5 separate regions of the Mus musculus genome follow, and regions 1, 2, 3 and 4 are each linked to region 5. The links are chromatin contacts, called in public HiChIP or PLAC-seq and promoter capture Hi-C maps. All regions are on one chromosome and are shown on one strand. Each heading gives the region's core, a stretch centred on a gene start, on an enhancer-like site or on the middle of the called end of the contact. The rest is flanking DNA. Distances are from core to core; before and after follow the strand shown.

Region 1 (2,977 bases), core at 240-2,739, 530 kb after region 5:
TGTCTCAGTTTTCTCATTTGCTGCAAAGATATAATGACAAAAATGATCTTCCTGGGTTGTGAAGAATAATGAGGTTAAGAAATTATGCCTGGAATCGAACCAGAATAATACTGAGGAGACTGTGACCTCTGACCTCATTATTAGTGTCTGCCTGGTCTCAAATCCGGGACAGTTGGCTAAACGTGGTGCCAATGTAACATCAAAGTGAACCTGCCGGCCAGGTTCTCCCAGCATCCCTCAGTCCCTGCCCTACATTTCAGGACATACCACACCCTTTCCCCTGAACTCTCCAGCCCAGGGGCTGGGCTCTCCTTCTCTTGTGGCTCTTTCCTATGTTATCCAGCCATTTGGCTGTGACTGTCCGACTTCTCCCGTCTCCCATCCCACTTCCTCCTCACTTGTCCCAGCTCACTCTGGACTCTCCTAGACGTCTCTGCCTCTGTCTCTGTCGCTGCTCTCCCTCACATCTTCAATAAGCCTTCTCCTTCATCATACCTAAGAGCAGTCACAATCCCTGGATGTTTGTTTGTTTTTCTCATTCTGCATCATTACTACTAATTTTTGGATGTCCTTAATTTCAAACGCGGTCCTTCTTCCTAAATTGTGGTTCTTTCTGTGCAGGAGAGGGCCCAACTCAATTCTGTTTTCTCTATGCCCCTCACTCAGTCCAGTATGCCCCAGGACAGGAAGTGACTGCTTTATTCTGATAACTTTGCAGAGGAAATCATACCCACACCCCAGTGTCATTTTCTTTCTCATGGGTGCAGCCAGTTTGTCTGCAAGGGCTTCGTCTTTATCCCTTCCCCACAGCACATCTCCCTGGACCTTTCCTGGCCTGCTGAGAGTGGGGTCAGTCATCTTTGTAGGTTGGGAGCTATGGAGCAAGAAATCCAGCAGCCACAAATAGCGGCCGTGATTCCCAGCATCACCCACGGATTGCCCGAGGATCTCAGTAGCAAAGGCCAAGGTCTCTGGTAGGAAGAGAAGTGGGCATTTATTAGGCGGCCCCCTCAGAACCCAACAGTTAGAAACAATTCCATTTGTGTGCAGGCCTCAGACTAGCTTGTCGGTTTGATGAAACAGTTCAAAGAGAGAACTAATTTCAAATCCAGGGACTTCTTTCTCCCCTGGAATCCCACCAGCTTCGCCCCCCTAACCCCCATCAACATTCCAAAGCCTTGATTTCCAACAGAAATTTACAGTTTCATCATATAAAAGACAGAAGGAGGGCTCTCTGCCCACAACTACTTCTTAACCCCTTCATCTCCCACCCCCACGCCTCTAAGCCAAGCTTAGCAGTTTTCATCACCACTGCCTGCTTTCTGGGTTTAGATGTCCCTCCCTGCTGAATTCCAGATCCTTATCCAGGCCCTCATGAAGGACAGGACTTCTTTTATGTGGTTTTTGCTTTATGGGCTCCTGGGGCGAAGCTACCTTTCCTAAAGGAGGAATTCCTTTGGCTGCCTGATGATTGTGTAGGCTGGCTCTTGTTTGGAAACTGTGATTGCATGAGGCAGAGAGATGCTGAGATTAGGAGGGGCAGGGGCGGTTGGAGCATTCCAGCTCAATAAATCAATCCCCTTTTAATTGTGTCCCCGTCAGCTCACATTCTTCCGGAGACAGGAGGGCAGAGGGCTTGCTAGCAGAGTGATGCCTCTGTCTGCTTTGTGTGCTGAGCCGATTGTCAACTAGATTAAGCAATGACCAGGACAGCTGGAGAGGGGCTCCCAGATCTGTCTCCGTCCCCAGAAAGCTGCCAAAAGGGTCATAAATATTCTGATGTCCAATTTAGAGCTTCTGTGGTTCCACCTGGGATTGCACCTCTGTAAACAGCCAGGTTCTGGATGCTTTGGCTGAGTCAGATGGACACACTCGCTTTGCATATTTTAATACCTTTAAGTTAAAGAGCAAGTAAATTGTTGGCTTTTTTTTTTGACTCCCAGAGTTGTTAGATCGTAAAGTTTCACTTCCCTTCCTTGATGGCGACCCTACCTGTCACGTTCAGCAGCAGCAGGCTGACACCCACTGAACGGAGGGAACATTTGGCCGTGCTATTCACAAACACCAACTGGTTCCAGGTAGTGAACAGTGTTTAATTTGAAGGGGATATTTCAGAGATTCTGTTTGACGTTGAGTTCCAATGATCTAAAATTGACTTTTATTTCACCTGCACAATGCTTAACATTGCCCTTTTACACAGGGCTCTGTGCTTTTACAGACCTAACATTATTATTTCAATATACCTACCTAACACCAGTATCTCATGAGACAGGCATGCTCTGTGCTGATAAAAGTACCTAGCATAGCTCATCTCTAACCTCAGGTCTGTGTCATTGATCTGACAATAAAACTGTATCACATATCTACAGCACACTGGGCTCTAGCAATAATTTTCTTCACTCCTAGGACTTCAGCATCAAACACACAGTGAACCCCTGTGGCAGTTCTAACATGTACTCGATACCAGTTTCCATCTTTAAAAAGATCGAAATAGCACCCTGCTTCTGAGAGCTGCTCTGTAGACCTGAGCCAATGGTCAGGTTTTCATGTATTGCTGTTTCTGCTCTGGTTTTCCTCCTGTTGCTATAATAAAACATTGTAAACAAAAGCAACCTAGAGGTGTCTGAGTTAGAGATTCTATAGGTGTAGTAAAACACCAGGATGAAAAGTAAGAAAGGCAGTCTCTACATGGTCCATCCTTTCATCTCAGCTCCAAACTCCGTCTCTGTAACTCCTTCCATGGGTGTTTTGTTCCCAAATCTAAGGAGGGGCATAGTGTCCACACTTCAGTCTTCATTCTCCTTGAGTTGAGATGAAAGGATGGACCATGTAGAGACTGCCATAGCCAGGGATCCACCCCATAATCAGCATCCAAACGCTGACACCATTGCATACACTAGCAAGATTTTATTGAAAGGACGCAGATGTACCTGTCTCTTGTGAGACTATGCCGGGGCCCAGCAAACACAGAAGTGGA
Region 2 (2,952 bases), core at 22-2,521, 850 kb after region 5:
TACTAAATGTCAGTTAAAAAGTTGTATCTATAAAACGTTTTCCTAACATCACAAATTATACTAGTTAGTTTACTTTTAAGTATGTAGAGAAATCTTCCATCCATCTTGATCACACAGGAAATCACCTTTGTGATGTATTGCCATTACTGATGGAAATGCAGCTAGAATGTGAGAGTCTGAATAGCCCAGGTGAGTGCCTAGCCAGCAGTACTGAGTACTTATTTTACTTCCTTTGTGTGTGTGGTATAGGTGTACATGTACACATGTATGTGAATGCATGCACACACTCACATCTGGAAGAAGCCAGATAACAAACACTGGCTGTGTACCCCTATCATTCTCCTCATCTTTTAAATTTAATTTTTTAATTTTATGGGTATGGGTACTTGCCTAAATGTATGGCAGGTGCAGAGGCCAGAAGAAGGCATGAGATCCCCTGGAACTGGAGTTAGATGGTTGTGAACTGCCATGCAGGTGCTGGGAAGTGAACCCAAACCCAGGTTATTTGGAAGAGCAGCCAGCGCGTTTAACTGTGGAGACAGCTCTCCTGCCCCATGAAGCAGGGACTCTAATAGACCTTGGGGCTCTCTGCTTAGCTATACAGGGTGGCCAGTGAATCCCCATGGGTGGGCTGGGCTTGCAGACATGCCTGGATTTTACATGCATGCTGGAAACCTGAACTCAAGTTCTCTAAGCATTTCCCTCTGAATAGTCTCCCTGCTCCTCATTTTATTCTCCAAGGCTCTGCAAGCCAGCCTGGTCTAGAGCTCAAATGTAGAGCCCAGGGTAGCCTTGAACTCAGTGATCTTTCTGTGTCAGCCCCTGAAATACTGAGGTTACAGGCATGAGCCATTGCACCCAGCTCATAATTTATTTTTATTTACTTTTTGTTTTGTTTTTGTAGCCCAGGCAGGCCTCGAACTCAGAGAGCCTCCTACTTCTGCCACTGAGTGCTGGGATTAAAAGTGTGAGCCATCACTACTTGGCTATAGTTTTTTTTAAAAACAACATTTTATTATTTGTGCAAACAAATCCTTGGCACTTGGTGCAAACTGTCATGTGTATATATCATACATGAGCAGATGTCAGTTATTAAACTAATGTAACTAATTTAAGCAACTCTCATCACTAAGCAAATTGTAGCCCAACAGTCTTAAAAAGAAAACTGACGAGGCACGTGAGTAACGCCATCAAGCAGTCCCTGAAGAACAAGACAAGAGCGCTACAGCATGAGCCTGAAGGCCAGGGAGGCTCCTGCTGTCTTCATGCTGCAGGCCCCAGAGCAGCTCCATAGCCCACCTGCCATCTGCTCGGTCTGCTGTGCCATGAGATAGATGCCTTAGCAAACTCAAAGTCACAACTGTCACTTTACATGGTCCCAGCTCACAGTTCAGATGCATCTGCCGGGATATGTTATTTTGAGCAAGAACCCAAACAACAGTATGGACAAGTTATGGCTTAAATACACGAAGTGTCCAGATTCAAAGATACCTGGATATGCTTCTAATACCTAACCCTGGAGAGTAACATTTAACATATGCAACACTGACAAGAATAACTACTTCACTTAAGTGTCTACCCACATGAACTGCTCACTTGTGACAAAGATGGAGAGGGGTACTTTAAAATAAAAAACATTTTAAGCACCACCTTATTTTCTGAAAATATTATACATCTCAATTTATGAAAAAAACCCATAAAACTAAACATCACCTAGTTCCTGTAACGAAATTTCATGATTTCCATGACAGAAAAAAAGGAACCATCTATTCCTCAGAGAAGACAATCACCCTTCCATGTCAGGTTTGATAGAAATGGAGACACTAACTATGATGCTGAGCAAGGCTCTTCTACAAAGAATAAGGTGTGTGAGGTTCCTTCACCCCACCAGAGTGGGCACAAGGCTGTCCTTGCGGCTCAGATGGAAACAACCATCAGGCACAGCACTGCTGCATGATGCTCGGGACCTCCCATGCAGACAGTGGATGCTGTCTATCAGGCCCTCAGGAGCCCAGGAAGTGACAGCTCCTCACTCCACTGCTGTCCCAACCGCCTGCTCCGCACAGCCGTCTCCAGCTGCAGTCCATCAGCTCCCTTCCCTCCCGATTCCTCAACATCACCCAAGAATCTGCTTGTTAAACTTGTTTCTGTTACAGGACCTTTCTTCTCTATCTCATGGGACCCACACATTTCTAGAGCTGTATTGTTTTCCAGAAGATTAAGTAAACGAGACACCTAACAAGACAGTGGGACACTCATGTATGCTGTCAAGACTTGGGGTCTTTGCACGCTGACACCACGCACTGACCTTCCTTCTCTTTCTTTTCTTGGTTCTCTTCAGCTGCGGTCTTGTCTGCTCTGAAGAATATTCTTGCACTGCTCAAGGAGAAATACAGCAGCTCAAATTCCTACATGAGAAATTTGAAATAAAAAGAAAATTAGTTATGGGGAAACAGTAAGGTAGTACTGTCTTGTGCACATGTGCTTGGTGTGTACATGCGCGTTTACATGTGTGGCTGGGTATCCATGCATGTGGGTGTGTGTATGGAGGTGTAGCCTCCTAGGCTACTCTCTCTCCACTTGTGTGTTGAGGCGTGGTCTATCACTGACTCTGGGTAGACTAGCTAGCCAGCTTGCTGGAAGGCACTTCCTGCATCTGCCTTCTAGGTACTAGGAGTTCAGGCAACTGTACCTCCCCAGCTTCTACCTGGGTCTGGGGATCTGATCCAGTCCTAGGGCAGCTTATCCAGTGACCATCTTGCCTACCCCAATCTAATTTTCTTCTGATCAATGGATTCCAACTATCAACTCTAATACATGTTCTTTTTACTGCTACTATCTCACTTGCCATACGGCTTTGGGTATCGAGTGTAATACACACTAAGTCAGTCGGAGGGCATTTAGATCCACTACCTGTAAATAGACCTCCAGTCGCTTCTGAGTAAGGTTCAT
Region 3 (2,819 bases), core at 176-2,675, 590 kb after region 5:
CCTATGTTGGATATAAGGTAGCAAGAAAAGACAGGGTACTGGAAGGAAGCTTAAAGAAGAAGACATTCCCTAAGGTGGGAGGAGAGATAAAGATATCTTTTTAAAAACATAATCCACACAAAGACCTTGTTAGATCCTTTAGTATCCACAGAAAGCCCGGTTCTTATTTGACCTACAGAGAATTGAATCATTCTGTCTGACAGAAGTGAATCTGGAGACTTTGGTTTAAGCAACTAGGAAGCATTGATTAGAACTGGACTCTTTCCCCTGTGGAACTGGGGAGGGAGATGATAAGAATGGAAAGGCCTGGGGCCCTCCAAGGGAAAGTCTCCAAAATTAAAACCCAGAGGCAGCTCAACAAAGAGGAGGACAGACAGGTGTTACATCTTTGAAGCTCCTGGATGAAGCCATGATACAGGGGGTCCTGTTCAGGTTTGTTTTCTCTGCCAATTAAAGGGTGAAAAGGCAGGACAAAAAACTCACGTGGACCAGGTCTCTGTGGAGAATCTTGACCACCATAAACAGGAGCAGGCAGAATCAGCAGGTGGAGAAAGGGGTTTATTAAAAGTTCCTCTGCAGAGCAGTGGGGGACTCGGGAACTTTTAATGCCTCTGAAGAGTTGTTCTCCTGTAAGCTAGGGTTGGTCAGTTTGAAGAGAGACAGATGATTGGCCCACTACTGTTGTGTAGCATGTCCTGAGCCTGCCTTCTGTTTGTTGAACTAGCCCATCAGCCCAGGCCCTGCTGCTGAGGGACAAAAGCCTACAGTCTTTGCTCTATGCCACCAGGCTTCTGTCTCAAGTCAGGAGGGTGAGGAAGAAGCCGCCACCTTGGCTGTTCGGCACCTTTATTGCTTAGCCAAGGCCCCTCTCCATAGCTGTCTGCCCACCAGGGTGTCTGTCTAACTAACTCCTAGTCTCTCCACCACTCCTGATCTCACACTGCTTTTGCCACGTGACCCAACCAAGTTTTGTTTGACTTAAACTTTGAATTGAAGCGTTACCTGATAATCTTCTACATACATCTGAGTTTTTTCTTTGGCTTGGTTTGGCTTATGCTAAGGCCCTGAGCATGCCATCTATACTGCTCTGGGCTTGGTATTTTACGACTGCAGGAGTCTCAAGTCCACAAAGACCCCTAGGGTGACCCATGAAGATTTGGTGCCTGAAACCCCCAAGGGCCTAAAGGGCTAAGGTAAAGTTAATTGCGTCTGATCCCAAACACCTTCAATGAGAAGTCACCCTCGTGCCATTGTAACATCAAATTATCTCCCGTTAATTGGCCCCTATTTCTCTTCAGTCCCTTCTTGCTGTTAAATATTTGTACTGGCATTTTAGTCAGGAAGAAGTTAGGGAGCCTAATTGCCCAGCCTGCACTTAACTGACAGCCCTGTTACCAGATAGCTCCAGAAAGAAAACAATGGGGGGCTTAACATTGCTGGAGGAATGTCAGGTATGTGCTCATAAAATCTAATCAGTTGAGAGCAGGGAGAGCCTGAGATGAGCCTGCTAATCTTTTCTGGGGGCTCAAAACATGAAGTGCTTCCAGCATTAAACTCTTTTCACACAGTTTGGGCATTCTCTTTTAAACTGGTAAAAAAAAATGTGACTTTCTTACAAATATAAACAGGACATATGCCTCAGATTTTAGTGCATCCACCAATTGACAAGGGAGCCAGAGGTGTTAAACTGGTTCACAGGAGAACTCAAAGAGGAGACCTATATGCAGGGCATCAGCAAGGCTAATGGATGCCCATCTGAAAACGGGCTCAGTGACCAGAGTCCTCCACCCTAAGTTCACTGGCATTGGCTGTGAGCAAGAACTGTATTTTGTTACGTGGTTTTTCTGTTTACAGAGTTCCAAAATAACATAAGGACCATTGAAGGCACAGATTACTGTACAATCCAAAAACCCCAATCACAGTACTGAGGCACACCCAGAGTTCCATAGGGCTTTCAGGAATACCATTGCTTTTAGGATATATTTTTTTTAATTATTATGGTTGACAGATTCTAGTATCAGTCTACATTAACCATGCATATAGCATACCTTTTAATTGAGCATTTCTGTTCTTTCTCAAAATTCTACCAAGACTTGGTTTCTTCATTTGGAAAAGAGGAAATTGTAATAATCATCTTTCTAAGGTGTGAGGATGAAATGCAGCAATGTCTGGGAAATGCCCTAGAACTTCAGTAACTACTCACTACCTAGGGCAGCGGTCTGGGGCAGGTGGGGAGGGAGATGAGGTTGGCAGTGGGGGGAGTCAATGTCACCTGGAACAACTCATCTGATTCTGATTCAAAAATGTTCTACATTCCCTTAACATTTTTGAGAAGTTCTAGAATAGCAGATCGTCTGTAGCTATGTGCTAGAGGTTAGATCTAGAATGTTCCCCAAAGGCTGGTGTTATAGGGTCAGTCCTCAGGTTGACATTGTTGGAAAACAGTGGAAACTATTAAGAAGTTAGGGTGAGTGAGAGGTTTTTGAGGCTGGTAGACAGCCTCAAAAGTATTTGTGGGACCTCGGTCTCTTTCTTTTACTTTCTAGTGCTTTCAGTCCTAGCCATGAGACAGGGAGTTTGCCATATTTCCTGCTGTAATAAGTTGCCTCACCATGGCCCAAAAGGCAGTTTGGCCAGTCTCCCACACACACACACACCCACACCCCACCCCTGCTTCTCTCTATCTCTATCTCTCTCTTTCTCTGAAAATGAATTTATTTGAACTTTATCAGTTCAATATTTTAGCTACAAAAGACAGCCTTTAGTACCATCACTTTAAATTCTAAACATTGCCCACTAAGTGATAAACCAGCCTGCCT
Region 4 (2,700 bases), core at 183-2,682, 560 kb after region 5:
ACTCAAAACATGTTTATTGCAAGAATTTGATAACTCAAAACCCTGGAAGTTCAAGGCTAACCTGAACTCCACAATGAGCCACTGTTTGGCAATTAATTGTCCAACTATTTTTCCCCACTAATCTGGGCATTGATTCAGAGCTGGGTTATCCTGGTCCACACTTGTCAGCAAAGCCACTGGTGCACATGGTAGCTACAAGCAGCCAAGAGCTCCCTACACTACAAGCTGCTTAAACTGATTTGGGTACATCAGCTCTTCTACCTAAATCAAGCTCACAGAGAACCCTTTTTCAGTTCCCAGTGCCCACATCAGGCAGTTCACCATCACTTGTAACTCCAGGACCAAGGGATCCCAGATGAAGTTTGACAGTGCCAGCTTCCTATGCAGAGGAAACATTTTTCTAGAGAAATTGACAGGTTTTTCCACGGCATCTCTTGGGCCTGCAAGCTCATTACCAGTGCTTCAAAGATGTCAATTGCCTTTTTTTTTTTTTTTTTTTTTAGAGCCAGAAAACAGAATTCTCAAGGAATTCAGCCATTTTCCAAGTCTCTCTGCCAGTACATGGCAAAGTCGGGATGCCAAGCTCAAGACACCCCCTCCCCCATCTCAGAGTGAATGCCCTCACTGATGTGTTACCCTTGCCAAGGGAGTCAGGGAGCACATCTATGAGACAATGTCCTCCCTGGCCTTCTCCAAGAATCTGCAGGCTTCCATCAGCTGTTTCTGTAAGGAAGGCAGGACAAGCAGAGAGCAAATAGCAGAATGCTTTGGGTTCTAAAAGTCAAATTTCTGCCATTCCTGCTTTGGGGGTTTGTGAAATCCCTGGTGACCTGTAGCAGATCCCATGCATTCCAGGAGCGTGTAATGAAAACAACCTGGTCTCCCCAAGTGACTGGAAAAGAGTGCAGTGGCTGGCTCTCTCAAAGTCAAGAGTTGTGTTATTTCTCAGCTCCTTGCAGAGAGTCAAGTCAGGCTGCCTCCCCCAGACGAAATGAGGGGCCACCATGGCGGGCGCCCTTCCTTTGGCCCAGATTCCCATCCTACAAGCCTCCATGTGAGAGGCCCTTGGGAATGGCTTGTTGTTTGGAATTTAAACATCCCCACTTCACCTAGACACAGAGAACTATTTTTTAGGTATGCCAAGAATTAACCAGCGAGGACGTCCGTTTAATTGTATGTGAAACAGAAGCTAATAGTATCAGCAGGCTGGCCGCCTTCACCGATAGCGTGAGGCAAGAAGGGCTGTCAGAAAGTGATCAATGGACGGGCTTTGAGCAGACCTACCTGGGGTAAAAGCACTCATGTGGCCATTGTTTCCTACATTCATCCCTTATAGGCAAGAAACCTAACTTTCTGTCTGCGTTCACTGTGTGAGAGGAACATCTTTGATCTCTCAGATCTGCAAGAATCCCAAAGGGAAGCAAGCGGTGGTTTTGATTATTATCTTTAAAGTCTAGAATTCCTTAGGTGAGATTTGGTATGAAATTCATCCACGCAGTGGGGGAGGTGGGCGACTGTGTCCACGTCTGGGCCTCATTAAGGCGCAGATATTTTCACTAGGCAGTGAACTGAAGCAACCAAATTCCTTGATAAAGCTGGAGATTTCCAGGAACTGCTTGTTTAAAAAAAAGGGCACTTCTGTCTGGTTCTTCTACACAGCACATAGCATCATGAGTTCCCGCTCAGCCAGGCCTGGGGATAAAAGACATTATCTGTTTTGTCAAATTATCTCTAAAGTTTTAATGCTCTGTTCACTGTTTGGTGTTGACCTGTGGGGTACACTATTCAATTTATAATTCCTTTCCCCTGGCCGGCTGCTTTGGGTCTCTACAATAGGCCACGAAAGAAGGGGGCAGATAATGCTATCCTGACAGTGGGGGAAACTGAGACTGAGAGAGAGCCTGTGATTTGGGTAAAGTAGTGTTGTTTCTCACCCTCAAGAAGCAGGCAGATTCAAGGGATAGGGTAGTCCACAAACTGCTCCAGTGTCTTTAAGGTCTCCCAGGGTTGCTAACAGTTTACACATCAAGGTGATCAGAGGACCCCAAGGGAAGCAATGTAATTCTAAGCCCAAGGCTCTTGTGCTAAGTCATGCTGCTTAGGTATTGGTTGTAATAAATTCTGGACTGAGATGGCTCAGTCAGGAAAGAAGCCTGCCAGGCAAGAATGAGGGTCTGATTTCAGATTCTCAATACCCAGATTAGAAGCCAAGCATGGCGCCTGCTTGGAACCTCAGTGCTGGGAGGCAAAGACACGAAGATCCCTGAGCTAGCTGGCTGGTCTGCACTCCTTAATGAGGGAGCCCCAGGTTCAGTAAGAGACCTGTCTCCAAAAGGAAGGTAGGAGACACCAGCAAAATTTCTGCCTTCCACATGTACTCTTTCTCTTTCTCTCTCTCTCTCTCTCTCTCTCTCTCTCTCTCTCTCTCTCACACACACACACACACACACACACACACACACACACCATACCACACAGAAACACACATACACAAACCACATACACACCACACACATACCACACCACACAGAAACACACACACAAAACCACATACACACACAACGATGTGTGCAACACACACAGATTCTATAAACATGACTCTTAGGGTTCAAACTCCATCCAGTCCCTGTTGTCTCTGTCCTAACCTCTTCAGGTTTCCTTTTCTCATCTGTCCAGAGGAGATCCCTGAAAAGGCCGTTC
Region 5 (2,981 bases), core at 198-2,697:
TTTGGAGATAAGACCATTATCAAGTCCAGAACTGAGCGGAGGAGTGAGGGCCGACAATGGGTGTGTTTCAGGCCATGACTCTGACAACAGGGGTGGGGGCGAGGGGCGTCTCGAGAAGACAGGCTGTTGCTAGAGTCCAGTGTAAGGTGAGAAGTAGACAAGAGTGAAGTCAGAAGGAATTTGGAGGGCGGGAGGAACCTGAGGGCTGCAGAAGGAAGTGCCAGTACTTGGAGACTACACCAGATGCTCTTCCTGGTCGGTCTTCCCACCCTAGTGTGGAACAATGTAATTTATGTGAAATTACTTTAAAAAATTTCTCAAGATACCTTTAATTTTTTCATGTCTTATTTTTCCTCCCTTCATCTCAGGAGAACCAGGGCAGCCTTGCTGGGAGGCCTTCCTGCCTGACCTTCACCTGGTGGGGTGAGATCTGGCCGTTTTAGTCAAAGGAAAATTCCCATCGCCTGAGGGGGTCAAGAGGCCTGCAAGTGGCCTCTGGCTTGGACAAGGAACTGCTCAGCAGGCCAAGGCCTAGGCTTATCTCAGAGCCTTGGTTTGTCGGAAAGGGGTCTTTCCAATGGCGCTGGGCAGCTCAGGGGACCCAGCTCCATCCAGGCCCCCACTTCCCTCCTCTTAGGTGTTGGTCCCTGTTGGACTCCCGAACTTTACCGGGAGATCGGAGCCCTGGAGAAGGGCCGGGTTCCTCCTTCGAGCCTCCCTTCGTTCCTGACTCCGCCTTTCTCCCTGAGAGAGCCGGGGTTCCGAAGCATCCCTCTCGGGGACTTTCCAGGCTCCGCGGTTGCTCCAGGAGGGCCCTGCCCTGACCGTGCCGGAGCTGGGGGCCTGCAGGGCCTCGGCGGCTGGAGGGGACTGTGACTCACCGCCGGTAACCCAACACCGCTGGGCCTCCTTTCAACCCAGCCTCCCCCTGCTCCAGCGAGCCTGGCGGCCTCCGCCACACCATAACAAACATGAAGAAGGGTGGCCCAGGAGGCTACAGCCCCGGGCCACAGAGCGTGAGCCTGGCTCTGTGCGTTGTCGCCTCTGCGGCCTCGGGGACCTGCGACCTTTATCCGAGGCCGATCGGCCCAAGCTAGCTGCGGACGGCCCGCAGTAGTTCCGGAGGGTGAGTGCGGGACGCTCGGGGAGGGGACAAGAGCACTGACGATCCCCAACCCCTCCACCTCGACCCACCCGGGACCTTGCGTCCCCACCCGGCGAGGACAAAGCAGCCGGGCCGCCGCCCCGGCCTGCGCCGCGCCGCACAAAGAGTGAACAACGACACGCACCCCGCCCCCTCCCTGCTCGGTGGCCCGGCGCGGAGGTGGGGACACCCGGGCGCCCGCCCCGCGTTCCCCTCTCGCCCCGCCCCGTCTGCGCGTCCTCCCGGCGCGGGGGCGGGGGGCGCGGCGCCCCACATAACACTCCTCTCCAGCGCGCGGAGCCACCCTCTCCCCTCCTTCTCGCCAACACCACCGCCTCCCCTGACATCGCTGCCACCTCGCCGGACGCTCCGCAGATTGCCGCGGCTGGCCAGGGGGCGGTGCGCCGAGCGTGCGCGCCCGGGACGCCAGATGTGCAGTCGCCGCCGCCGCCGCCGCTAGTGCCCCAGCGGCAGCCAGAGCCAGGTCGGGTCGTCTCAGCAATGCTGCTGCGGGGGCGACCTTGAACGCACCCCGGTTTCCCTCGGTGGGGACCACCCCGAGCCCCTGTGCCGGGACCTGCCCTCTCCAACTCGGCTCGCCCTGCGCTTGGTCATGGAAGGGGCGGCAGTGTCCGCGGCAGGGGATGGCCCTGCTGTAGAGACCGGCTTGCCGGGCTCTCCGCTGGAGGCGGTGGCCGGGGCGACTGCAGCCCCAGTGGAGCCCAGGAAGCCGCACGGGGTGAAGCGACATCACCACAAACACAACTTGAAGCATCGCTATGAGCTGCAAGAGACCCTGGGCAAAGGTACCTACGGCAAAGTCAAGAGAGCCACCGAGAGGTTTTCAGGCCGAGTGGTGAGTAAGGGAAATTCCTGGAGGGGTTCGAGCTGGTTCCCTGGTGGCCCAAGATGGGGGCGGGGAGACGGTCTGGGGGCACCACGCCACCGGGGCTCCCTTCTCTAGAAAGGTTTCAGCAGAAGCCCCCAGTCAGACTCCTCACTTTCCTTTCAGCACCCCGTGACTCAGGTGTATATCTCCGAAAACACTTGTTACATCTTGTCTGCACATATTTTGGGGGCTTCTCTCACCCCACCTTTTTTATTTTTTTATTTTTTACCCCAGCTAGCAAAGTAGTGTTTAGGATTCACATTTTGCAGCTTTGAGAACATGGGGTCTTCCCCAAAGACACACCTTCAGACCTTGTCCGGGAGTTCCTTATTTGTACAAACTCCAAAAAGACCTACATTATCAGCCATGAAGCTGGGCTCGAAAGTGTGGTGTCCTGTAGTTGCTCAGGACCCCCGCTTCTTTCCCATCTACCTGCAGTCCCACTTCTCCTTTCCACTGGGATGCTTGCTTACCCTGATGCTGCTCTTGCTGCAAAAGACAGACTCCTCCTGTCTATCAAACCTAAAAGCTTCTACTGAATGTCTGAGGTTTCTTGACAGCTTGCATTCCCGCCTCTGGCAAGCATGACATGTCCCTGGCAGGGGTGGCCATTCAGTCCCAGAGTTGATTTGCAGCAGGCTCGCTTGCCTTACCAGGTCCTGGCTTCAGGACTACTTAAATTGTTCAAGGGGTCTGGCCGGCCGCACCCGATACAGCTGAAGCTCTGCCAGGTGCCTCGGGGGCTCAGTATTGTCCCAGTTTTGGATTGTTGTCGGTTCCCCCTCTGCAGAACAGGCCCTTGAAATCCACACTGGTTGTGGCTAGAGTTGGGTTCAAAGTGACTGACTCTTGCAGAAAGAGTTTGTGTGGTGTATGGCAGAAATGCACATGGTTCTTTGATTTAAAGCATATCAGATGTACTTTAATCGATTTAGGGCCAAAGTCAGA

What was found. Promoter capture Hi-C pulls out the DNA fragments that hold promoters and counts their contacts. HiChIP or PLAC-seq counts read pairs in DNA pulled down with a chosen protein or histone mark.
Region 1: a contact with region 5 is called in an H3K4me3 HiChIP or PLAC-seq map of embryonic limb bud, with 5 times the contacts expected there. The contact joins the enhancer-like site here to the promoter of Nuak1 in region 5. A contact is called at or near these places in 11 of 39 promoter capture datasets (the C10 cell line, the HPC-7 cell line, cranial neural crest and 7 more), 2 of 15 datasets of contacts at CTCF or cohesin (large pre-B cells and pro-B cells), 15 of 484 Hi-C or Micro-C datasets (LSK cells, MC3T3-E1-derived osteoblasts, adipose-derived mesenchymal stem cells and 9 more), 22 of 115 datasets of contacts at active chromatin or transcription factors (the NIH/3T3 cell line, SST interneurons, VIP interneurons and 16 more) and 1 of 9 other capture datasets (embryonic stem cells).
Region 2: a promoter capture Hi-C map of hippocampal neurons shows a contact between it and region 5, with 2.8 times the contacts expected there. The contact joins the enhancer-like site here to the promoter of Nuak1 in region 5. A contact is called at or near these places in 3 of 39 promoter capture datasets (the 3T3-L1 cell line, hippocampal neurons and stem cell-derived epiblast-like cells), 3 of 115 datasets of contacts at active chromatin or transcription factors (astrocytes, embryonic forebrain and forebrain) and 1 of 9 other capture datasets (adipose tissue).
Region 3: an H3K4me3 HiChIP or PLAC-seq map of craniofacial prominence shows a contact between it and region 5, with 5 times the contacts expected there. The contact joins the enhancer-like site here to the promoter of Nuak1 in region 5. A contact is called at or near these places in 16 of 39 promoter capture datasets (the 3T3-L1 cell line, the C10 cell line, the HPC-7 cell line and 9 more), 2 of 484 Hi-C or Micro-C datasets (bone marrow-derived macrophages and uterus), 29 of 115 datasets of contacts at active chromatin or transcription factors (the NIH/3T3 cell line, SST interneurons, VIP interneurons and 22 more) and 3 of 9 other capture datasets (adipose tissue, macrophages and pancreatic islet).
Region 4: an H3K4me3 HiChIP or PLAC-seq map of craniofacial prominence shows a contact between it and region 5, with 6 times the contacts expected there. The contact joins the enhancer-like site here to the promoter of Nuak1 in region 5. A contact is called at or near these places in 19 of 39 promoter capture datasets (the 3T3-L1 cell line, 3T3-L1-derived adipocytes, the C10 cell line and 12 more), 2 of 15 datasets of contacts at CTCF or cohesin (large pre-B cells and pro-B cells), 3 of 484 Hi-C or Micro-C datasets (bone marrow-derived macrophages, cortical neurons and uterus), 21 of 115 datasets of contacts at active chromatin or transcription factors (the NIH/3T3 cell line, cardiomyocytes, craniofacial prominence and 16 more) and 1 of 9 other capture datasets (embryonic stem cells).

Annotation. Positions count from the first base shown.
Region 1 is chr10:83,913,598-83,916,574 of GRCm38.p6, reverse strand. No RefSeq gene overlaps it. Among named protein-coding and RNA genes, the nearest start is that of Gm33919, 12 kb to the left of the region's middle. Within about 2 kb of position 1,489, at least 45 of the 459 cell types and tissues checked have an H3K27ac peak or open chromatin away from gene starts, as enhancers often do. A contact at or near this core is called in craniofacial prominence, embryonic limb bud, extraembryonic endoderm stem cells and 3 more, where this site is marked.
Region 2 is chr10:83,591,145-83,594,096 of GRCm38.p6, reverse strand. Washc4 (WASH complex subunit 4) reads right to left here. Exons shown (of 33, transcript NM_001033375.2): 31 at 2,914-2,952; 32 at 2,309-2,408. Among named protein-coding and RNA genes, the nearest start is that of Washc4, 49 kb to the right of the region's middle. Within about 2 kb of position 1,271, at least 3 of the 459 cell types and tissues checked have an H3K27ac peak or open chromatin away from gene starts, as enhancers often do. A contact at or near this core is called in hippocampal neurons, where this site is marked.
Region 3 is chr10:83,845,202-83,848,020 of GRCm38.p6, reverse strand. No RefSeq gene overlaps it. Among named protein-coding and RNA genes, the nearest start is that of Gm33919, 80 kb to the left of the region's middle. Within about 2 kb of position 1,425, at least 14 of the 459 cell types and tissues checked have an H3K27ac peak or open chromatin away from gene starts, as enhancers often do. A contact at or near this core is called in craniofacial prominence and extraembryonic endoderm stem cells, where this site is marked.
Region 4 is chr10:83,881,168-83,883,867 of GRCm38.p6, reverse strand. No RefSeq gene overlaps it. Among named protein-coding and RNA genes, the nearest start is that of Gm33919, 44 kb to the left of the region's middle. Within about 2 kb of position 1,432, at least 27 of the 459 cell types and tissues checked have an H3K27ac peak or open chromatin away from gene starts, as enhancers often do. A contact at or near this core is called in craniofacial prominence and embryonic limb bud, where this site is marked.
Region 5 is chr10:84,439,134-84,442,114 of GRCm38.p6, reverse strand. Nuak1 (NUAK family, SNF1-like kinase, 1) reads left to right here and starts at 1,447. Exons shown (of 7, transcript NM_001004363.2): 1 at 1,447-2,000. The coding sequence starts at 1,758.